Regions from separate parts of the Mus musculus genome. Here all the other regions are linked to region 1. A link is a contact called in public HiChIP or PLAC-seq and promoter capture Hi-C data. All regions are on one chromosome and are shown on one strand. The core of a region is the stretch at or near the end of the contact, and the rest is flanking DNA. Distances in the headings are between cores, read along the strand shown.

Evidence for each region. HiChIP or PLAC-seq counts read pairs in DNA pulled down with a chosen protein or histone mark. Capture Hi-C pulls out chosen DNA fragments and counts their contacts.
Region 2: a promoter capture Hi-C map of adipose tissue shows a contact between it and region 1. The contact joins the promoter of Zfp709 here to the promoter of Fcho1 in region 1. A contact is called at or near these places in 1 of 39 promoter capture datasets (the C10 cell line), 1 of 484 Hi-C or Micro-C datasets (the G1E-ER4 cell line), 5 of 115 datasets of contacts at active chromatin or transcription factors (bone marrow-derived macrophages, embryonic stem cells, large pre-B cells and 1 more) and 4 of 9 other capture datasets (adipose tissue, embryonic stem cells, liver and 1 more).
Region 3: an H3K4me3 HiChIP or PLAC-seq map of forebrain shows a contact between it and region 1, with 4 times the contacts expected there. The contact joins the promoter of Zfp882 here to the promoter of Fcho1 in region 1. A contact is called at or near these places in 5 of 39 promoter capture datasets (the C10 cell line, erythroid cells, frontonasal cranial neural crest and 2 more), 9 of 484 Hi-C or Micro-C datasets (cardiomyocytes, cerebral cortex, cortical neurons and 4 more), 8 of 115 datasets of contacts at active chromatin or transcription factors (the SCID.adh cell line, bone marrow-derived macrophages, embryonic stem cells and 4 more) and 3 of 9 other capture datasets (adipose tissue, liver and pancreatic islet).

The regions. Positions count from the first base shown.
Region 1 is chr8:71,723,796-71,726,958 of GRCm38.p6, forward strand. Fcho1 (FCH domain only 1) reads right to left here and starts at 1,886. Exons shown (of 28, transcript NM_028715.3): 1 at 1,838-1,886.
Region 2 is chr8:71,880,757-71,883,765 of GRCm38.p6, forward strand. Zfp709 (zinc finger protein 709) reads left to right here and starts at 1,312. Exons shown (of 4, transcript NM_145624.4): 1 at 1,312-1,452. The coding sequence starts at 1,450.
Region 3 is chr8:71,907,172-71,910,076 of GRCm38.p6, forward strand. It overlaps Zfp882 (zinc finger protein 882), which reads left to right and starts at 1,435. Exons shown (of 3, transcript NM_001166645.1): 1 at 1,435-1,567. The coding sequence starts at 1,565.

The DNA.
Region 1 (3,163 bases), core at 636-3,135:
GTTCTTGGGGTTTCGTTTTGTGTTTTTAAACCGTGTGATTTGGAAAGAAGTTAAAACACCAATAGAGGCCTCTGAAAATGTTTTAGCCTAAGACAGTTTACCTAATGTAACCTGGGGCTTTCTGGGCTCTACAATACTAGAATAAGGTCCAGGGACAGACACTGCTCAGAGGCACAGAGCAAGCACCCCATCTCCTGACACCGAGTCCCCAAAACCTGAGGCTTAGGTGGGTGAACAGCACCAGGGAACTGAGCCAGGCAAGACTAGACCAGAGCTGCACTCTGGGGGTTGGATACAGGCTGGCTGTGCCCACAGCCATTGATCCCTAGTGTGACCCTCACTGCCTCCCCTCCCACACCAGCCAGAAATCTACAGGGAAACTGAGGCCACTGTGCAAGCCTTCCACTGAGTCATTTCATTTGTCACACATACTTTGAGCACCACTGTGTACCCAAGTCCTTGGGGTGCTAGTGACACTGGTCACACCCTTCAAAGACATCTCACTGCCTCCTTGGCTGTGACCCCATTTAATGAATGCAATATCATAATTACTATCATAGGAGTGGGTGTTTACGGCGCGCTGTCACTCCCACAACCACCTCTGATCTTCCTACAGACTTTCAGTCCACTTCACAGAAGGCTCAGTTTAAGTCCAGTCTGGGCACACAAATTTGGGGGTGTCAGGCTTCCTGCCTGGGACTCACCCTACTATCCTGCAAGAGGCAGGGACTAAGACCTGACCTTCCACTTGGGACCCCGCCCAGGAACCAGCCTAGGAACCCTATTGTAGGTGATGGTATGTGGGTCAGGGTGTGACCTGGGCAGCCACATGGGTGGGACCACAGTGACAAAGTCTGGGTCTTGATTGGAGGCCCGTCCATCTTATGGTCAGATAGAAACTGTCCTCTGCTGGCCTTAGGTCTCGCTGCTCCGCCCCAGGCTAGACTGTATCCATCAATCAAAATCATGGTTTGTTTTGTTTATGCTTTTTTAATGAGGCAGAGTCTGTGAATGTAGCCCAGGCTGGCCTCAAGCTGCAGATCTTCCAGCCTCAGCCACCAGAGGATTGTAATGACCACACCAGGCTCAACCCCTTTTAAAGTGCCAAAACCAGAGTGCCCTAACATTTGACTAAAGATTGTGGTCCCCATCTGGAGAAAATGGGGCACAGGTGTTGGGAATTTGAGACAGATAGTCTGGCTTCCTCAACCTCTATATTCTGAGGAGGAGACTAAGGATCAGGGAGGTGCTGTCACCTGCCCAAGGTCACCATGAAGCAGGTCCTGCGACGCTGAGGGCAAGTGGAGGGGCGGCCATCCCCGACCTTCTCTGCACCCCATCCTCATTCACCTAGACTAATTCTGTCCCTTGGAGCAGATGCCGGCTGCCCCCCTAACAGGGCGCGGGAGTCCCTGGTGCAGGCTCCAGGCCTCTCCAGGCCCCGTTCCCCCGGGAGGGGATCCCGCGCTCCATACTCCAGATACCCCGCAATTCCACCACACTCGCCCTACAGAACCCCCACCAGCCTACCAACCCTAGAGCGGGTGCAAAGGAAAGGAGGAGACCCTCGTTCCCAGGCGAGGAAGAGGGGCAGCGAGGGAGGCGGCCCCCAGCTTAGGGCCAGGCTAGAGACCCGGAAGAGGGATTGGGGGTCCTGGGGGGGGTCTCAGCCTCCCAGCCCAGGATTGAGAGATGCCATAGAGTGGCGCCCCGCCTTCTGCAGACGGCACCTGCGCTCGGGCCGGGTCAGGATGGAGGCTGCGTCCCCGCCCCGCACCCCGCCCCCGCGTCCTGCACCCCGCACCCCGCACCGGAGCCCCGCGCCGGGGACACTCACCGCCTCTCGCGGCGCTACCTGCGCGCTCCAGACCCGCGCCCCGCCCTCCCCGCGCGCTGCGGAGCGCGCTGCTGGCCCCGCCATGGGTGTGGTCAGGAGGAGCTCCGCCCCGCGGTGCTTCATAAACCCTGCACTGGTTGGCTGAGCCTGGAAATTCATCCGCAGGCTATTTGCATATTTTAAAGTGACAGGAGAAGCTCCTTGATCTCTGCACCTGTCAAGTCTCTCGGGAGACTGGGAGGGAAAGAGGGGATAGCTTTTATTAAGTACCTACTGCATACATGGCTCTTTGGAGAACCCCTCCGAGGCTGTGAATTAGGTGACATTTAATATTGAGCCTCATTTTACAAACAAAGGAATCAAGGAACATGGCTAGGAGTTGCTTTGGAGGTCATATAGCAACTCTGGTCTATCCATTCATGTGACATGCCATTTATTTATTCAGGCTGTGTGCTGGTGATGAAGCCAGGCTGCCCCAGCATTAAGCAAGAGCCACATGTCCACTCCACTCCCATATGACAACTTCGAGAGACTTAACTCCCCGGCCTGGGCTCCGTTTCTTGTTCAGGGTCACATGGCAGCATGATGATCCTCAGGACTACTGAGCCATCTCTCTCCCTGCCCCAGAAGCACCTCCAAGGAAGTGGGACCACTGGCCTGGGCACAACCAGAAAGCTAAGTGCCCTTCATCTCCAGTACATGCCCCTGCAGCCTTGGACCCCAGACACCTCAGTTTGGGCATTTTCCTGTGGTGGGAATCAAATCCAGGTCCATCCCAGACTGAGGCTGCCCCACTTCTTACTTGAACCATCTACTGCAGCTCTGCCCCAAATGATGCCGGGTTCTGATGGCAACCATACATAGCTAAATACTAGCTTCAGGGCCGGTGAGATGGCTCAGTGGGCAAAGATGCTTGTAGCAAAGCCTGGATTTTTTGAGAGAGTCCTGAAAAGTATCCTCTAACCTGTGGCATGTGCACACTACCAATGAATCAATTAATCAATTTATGCATCAATTCAAACAATAAAGATTAAACATTTAGATAGGCCCCACACCCAGCTGACTGGTGACCATCTGCCACAATTGGTAAGATAGCCCGCTCTCCATTCTCCATGCTGTTCACATTTTTCACATGTCCTTTTGTTGGCCCAAGAGCCCTCGAGTCACCTTTGGGTTCTGGGATTTGAGAATGGTAAGAAAAGCATCTCTCTCTCTCTCTCTCTCTCCCTCCCTCCCTCCCTCCCTCCCTTCCTTCCTCCCTCTCTCTCCTCCCCATATGTGTGTGGATGTGTGCATGCATGCCATTGCTGTGTCCAGAGCTGGAGT
Region 2 (3,009 bases), core at 62-2,561, 160 kb after region 1:
CCTACTTCTTCAGGATCCCAGCCTATACAGAAGACCAGCTGACACAGCCAGCCTCGTGAGACTGAGCAACTAATAGAGCCTTGGACTTCCCATTCCCAGCTGCCCATTGTTGGGTTAGTTAGACTACCAACTGTAAGACATTACAATAAATTCCCTTAAAATATAGAGACAATCCATAAGTTCTGTGAGTCTAGAGAACCCTAATATAGGAAGCCACATTTCTTATATTATACTTAGGAGTATTTTGCCTGCATATATGTCTGTGTACCACATACCTGCCTTCTCTAGCAGAGGTAAGAAGGTAGATGTTAAGAGCTCCTGGAACCGGGCTTGATACATTCTGTGTGAGCTGGGAAATGAATCCAGGCTCTCTGGAAGATCAGCCAGTGCTCTTAATCGCTGAACCATCTCTCCAGGCCCATTACACCTTTCGTAATGCTACTGTTTAATTTATACTAAAAATCGTTTTAAACTTTAGTCTTGCTTCATACTGATTCAGCCTAAAAATTTTCTGCAGCAACGTGTGTGTGTGTGTGTGTGTGTGTGTGTGTGTGTGTGTGTGTGTGTCCTGGCTTTGCCTGAATGGAGGTCTCGAGCAGGTGGTAGACACTTTCTGCTTCTCCGGAAAATACATTTGTTCTCTGAGGTAAAGGGCTGTCTCTGTGAGACACTCTGTGAGACATTTCTCCAGAAATCGGCAACCAGAAAGATCTATAGAGGACAGGTAGAAACGGATTCTCTCTCAGGAAAGCCAGGAGATTTCTGCTTTAATGGAATTTATCTACCAATCTGGGCTGGTCTTCAACAAGAAAAGAAACCTAGCTAGAAAGGGTTATGGTTGGAATATGTCGTTTTGGTTCTCCTCAGTCCGGTAGGGACTCGCTTATTCTGTTCCTCACTAGCTGAACACTCATCAAAAGGCAGAAAGCGGTATGAACTGTCCAATGAAGACAGTCGGAGAGCAGAGCGGAAGTTCCTCTTCCACCATCCTTTTTCCGTGAGCCAGGATTGTCGCAGGATTGCATTGTCGTGGCAGCTGAGGTAGTAGGGGTCGCCAACCCCGGGAGCCTTGGTGAAGGCCTTGGGTGGACCGAGAGCTGTCAGAACCTGGGGACCGGCGGGCGTAGCGGAAGTCCCTCCCCTGCCCTCTCATTTTCGGGTGCTGTCACACCCGCAGAGCTGTACGAGCTCAAGAGAACCTCCCTAGCCATGTGACACTTTAGCAGGAACAGTTTTGAGAGCCGCAAGGATGCGCGGGACAGCGCGTGCGTCTGCTGACCCTTCAGAAGCTCCTGCGGACAAGGCGGAAGTGCCTCTGCCGCCCGCTCCCTTCCGGCGCGGTGCTGTCCGGTCAGCTGAGAACCCGAGGTGACTGATCGATCCTCCGTGGCCCGGAGACGGGCGAGCCCAGGAACCGCCGCGGGGCCGCTGGAGGCCCTGGGAGCAGACATGGTGAGCCCTGGGTGAGCGAGGCGGATAGGCAGGCCTGCTGGGAAGCCCTCGACCCCCTGCTCCTAGGGTGGCGGGACCCCGGCGTCTTCTTCACCTTCGCCTCTGCAGGTCTGCACCTGGGACTCCTGAGTGCGCGGTGCAGAGAGCCGAGGGGCTCCAGGCTCTGGGCCAGGGATCCACTACTACTCACGTTCCTGAGAACCTCTGATGGTCTTTAGAAACAACATCAAAAATCCATGAATTTGCTTTCCCCACCCCATCCCAGTACTTCTTAGGCCTAAACGTCCCTAAATGTTTAGATATTTACCGTTTGACAAACTCATTAAAACTACACAAGTAGTTGGGGCGAGAGAAATAACAAATGTTTTGTCCTAGAAATGATGTGGGCATTGATCTAAAGTGGAATGAAGGGCAAATTCTATTTCAAAGGAGAATTGCAATAGAGGGGAAGCCCCAAATATAAGATGTGCTAGCATCTCCGGGGTACTGGAAAAAAAGGAGAGAAACTTAAGGAAACATTGCTTGGTAAGGATTTTGTTTTTACTGATGAGGTTATTGTTTTGAAGCAAAAGTGGGCCTTTAGTTAGTTGAGTTAGTTAGAGATGGCCTGTAGTCGGTGCTATGTATCAAAGGGGAAATGGAAAGAAGGAAAATAAGGTATGTGGAGATCCCCAAGTGAAATGTCTTGTCCACTAAGAGTTCCTCTACTCAGTTTCTGTAGTAATATATTTTATGAGCTGTGCCTATGTACTAAGATGGTCTCTAAGCTTATGGACAGTTTGGCCTGTCTTTGGGTTCCTTTGTGAACTGTGAGGGAATCAGGCTTCCTGGTTTTCTAATGTATGCGCTTAAAGCTATAGACTCCTTTCATATAGGACTCTGTTTTTATGTGTTCCTGAAGGTTTTGTTGTTTTTTTCATTTTGATATTGTTCCAGGAATTTTGGTTTCTTTCTTTATTTCCTCTTTAGCCCATTCATCATTCAGTACTAAGTTGTTTAATTTCTGTGAGTTTGCATGCTTACTAGAGACTTGTTTGCAGTTATTTTTAAGTTCCATTGCACAGTGGACAGGTAAGACCCATAAGTTATTTCAGCCTTTCAGAATTTGTTAAGCTTTGTTTTATGTCCCAAGATATGATCTGTTTTTGAGAAGCCTCCATGAACTGCTCAGTAGAATGTATATTCTTTCATATTTTGGTGGAATATTGATGTTTCTCTAGTTCTTATCCAGATAACCTGTCTATTGGACACAGGTATTAAAATGACCTAATACTGGATTAGTGTTAATCTGTGTCTTTAATTCCACTAGTATGCTTTTTTAAGATACACATACACACACATATGAGTGTATAGTCTGCATATAAGTATACATACCATGCATGTCTGATGCCTGTGAAGGTCAGAAAAGAGCATTCCCTAGAACTGTAGGTGTGTCAACTTGAAACATAGTGGAGTTATCACAGAGAAAGGAGCCTCCCTTGAGGAAATGCCTCCATGAGATCCAGCTGTAAGGCATTTTCTCAATTAGTGATCAAGGAGGGAGGGCCCAACCCATTT
Region 3 (2,905 bases), core at 185-2,684, 180 kb after region 1:
CTGCTTTTACTATGTTTAGGTATGGGCCTTGAATTCCTGATCTTTCCAAGACTTTTAACATGAACAGGTGTTGTATTTTCTTGAGTGCTTTTTCAGCATCTAATGAGATCATCATGTGTTTTTTTTTTCTTTGAGTTTTGTTTATATAGTGGATTACATTGATGGATTTTCACATGTTGAACCATCCCTGCATCCCTGGGATGAAGCCTACTTGATCATGGTGAGTTATTGTTTTGATGTGTTCTTGGACTCAGTTTGCAAGAATTTTATTGAGTATTTTTACATCAATATTCATAAGGGAAATTGGTCTAAAGTTCTCTTTCTTGTTGAGTCATTGTGTGGTTTTGGTATCAACATAACTGTGGCTTCATAGAATGAAGTAGGTAGTGTTCCTTCTGTTTCTATTTTGTGGAAGAGAATTGGTATTAGCTCCTCTTTGAAGGTCTGACAGAATTCTGCACTATTTATTCATTCATTCATTCATTCATTCACTCATTTTTATTTTAAACTAGACAGTTCTGGAAATGGCTAACTCTGGAGTGCTTGTTTTCGTTCCAGTTAGGTAAGGATTCTTTATCGTGTCACTGTAATATCCAAAATAAATTCAAGACTACCTAGTACCTTCCCCCTTCAAAAGGACTTTCCAAACTGTACTACCAGGCCAAGTACAGAGCCAGATAAAGAAGCTGGCTGGCTAAACAAATATAGAAACATAGTTTTAACGGTCAAAATGACTAAGCTTACAGCTGCCAGAACAAGATTAACAATGCCCCTGCCCTGCCTTACACTAAAAACCACAAGGACAGACAAAATGAGAGTCACCCTATACAAATCAACCAATGTCCAAAAAGGTTATTGGCTACACCAATTAAAATAAGCCAAACTACCCTGGTGCCTAGATCCGGCCCTTACAAAGGTAATAAAAAGTGTGTTCCTTTGTTCTGGATCTCTCCTCTGGCCTGGTGCTGAGAGGGTGTTCCCCAACATGTTGGACAAGTAAAATCCTCATGCGTTTTGCAACGATGGCGGTCTCTGTGGTCTTTGTAAGGGTCTTTTGACAACATACAACATCACAAGGGGCTCTGTGTATGGGTCAAGAGCACCAGTGGGAAGTTCCTTAACTCCATTTTTCTTTCTGGTGCCAAAGTCGCTAAACTGTACGGTCAGCTCAGGGAGTGCTGTATTGTTCTACCCTGCAGTGTAACATTGACCCTCCCCAAAACAGTTATGAGATAAGTGATCCAATCAAGACTGGGGTCAGGCAAAGCGGAAGAGCATCACCGCCATCTTTCTTTCTGGTGCTACCATAGTTGCGACTCTGTTCTCAGTTGAGTGCCAAACTGTTCAGCTTCAGGTTTCTCATGACCGTCAAACCCAGTATCAGAGTCAGGTCGCTGGAGGCCCGGAGAACAGAGCGGAAGTTCTTCACCCGCCATCTTTCTTCCTGGCAACGCCATTGTCACTGCTCTCTCAGTCCAGTCCGCTGAGGGAGTTTGGGGTCGCTGGACCTCAGGCCGCTCCACCCTGGAGCCGCGTGAGGCTGCTTGAGGTCCGGAGCTCAGCTATGGTGAGCATCGGGGATGCGGGGAATGCAGGCGAGTCCCTCGGTACGGGAACCACGGCAAAGACTGCAGCTGCGCGCGCGACTCCTGGACTGCGCGGCCAGCTGTGTTGGCGGTACGGGAGCCGCGCGGGGGCGATGTGCCGCTGCTTTGTTTTGCCTAGTAGAACCTGATTTCCCAGTCTTTCCGGTCCATGGGAAGCGGATTCTGGAATCCTTGAATGTCTTCTCCATCCAAATGCTTTTGTTGTTGCTGCTTGATTGACAATTGAAATCCCTCGGTTCCCAGGCCCGTCCCCACATTGCCAAACTCACTGGACCGGGCGATCCACAGGTCCCCGTGAGCAACATGGGGGTGCAAGGAGTGTGGCCATCTGTGATGCAGTTGGGCGGTTTGTAGGGATTCAACTTCTTTAATGCTGAGACATGACTTTATTTGAAAGGACTGTTAGAAATAGGGAGAAGGCCCGAGATAAAAAGTGTGAAACGTGTCAAGCGGTGGCTAGAAGAGAAGGGCTTTGCTTGGAGGGATATGTCAACAGTATTAAGGTACGGGTTTGATCGTGCTTAATAGTGTTTTGTCTTTTCTGAGCAGCCAGTCATTTTCAGGCAACAAGTGAACAATTTGTGAATTGGTTTTTCTCTAGGATCAGAGTCTAGTTTCAAACATCATGTAGAAATCCAGCATTAACACCATTATTTTATTGGTGCTTTCTCTGGTATATATTTTTGGCACCTTTGTTGAGAATCAGTTGGCTGAACGTATGGGCTTATTTTTATTTTCTCTTTTCCAATGGACTGTACATCAATATTTATGACACTACTCTGTCGGGTTTTGCTTCGTTCTGTTCTGTTCTGTTCTGTTCTGTTCTGTTCTGTTTATTTTCATTACAGATCTGCACAGTGTGCTCTTTTTTTGCTGAGGATATCTTGGGCTCCCCCCGGGTCTGTTGCACTGTCATAGCAATTTTAAGAACTGTTGCTAGTTGTGTGTAAAATGTGATTATTTAATGGAAATTTCATTGAATCTGAATTACAACTTTGAATTATTTTAGCAATATTGATTCTCCTAATCCATGATCATGGTAGTCTTTTCTAGTGTCGTGTTTAATTTCTTTATTTTTTTTAATTGAAAAAAAATTCACACAATATATTCTGATTACACTTTTCCTCTCCCCAACTCCTCCCCAATCTCTCCACCTCTCTGCCCACCCAACTCCAAATCCTCTCTTTCTTTCTCTTTATTTTTTTCTTCAGTGACCTAAAGCTGCCTTTGTAGAACATTTTCTCATCATCATTTAATTTGGGCATTTTAGTTTATGTGTATAGGCATTATGACTTTCT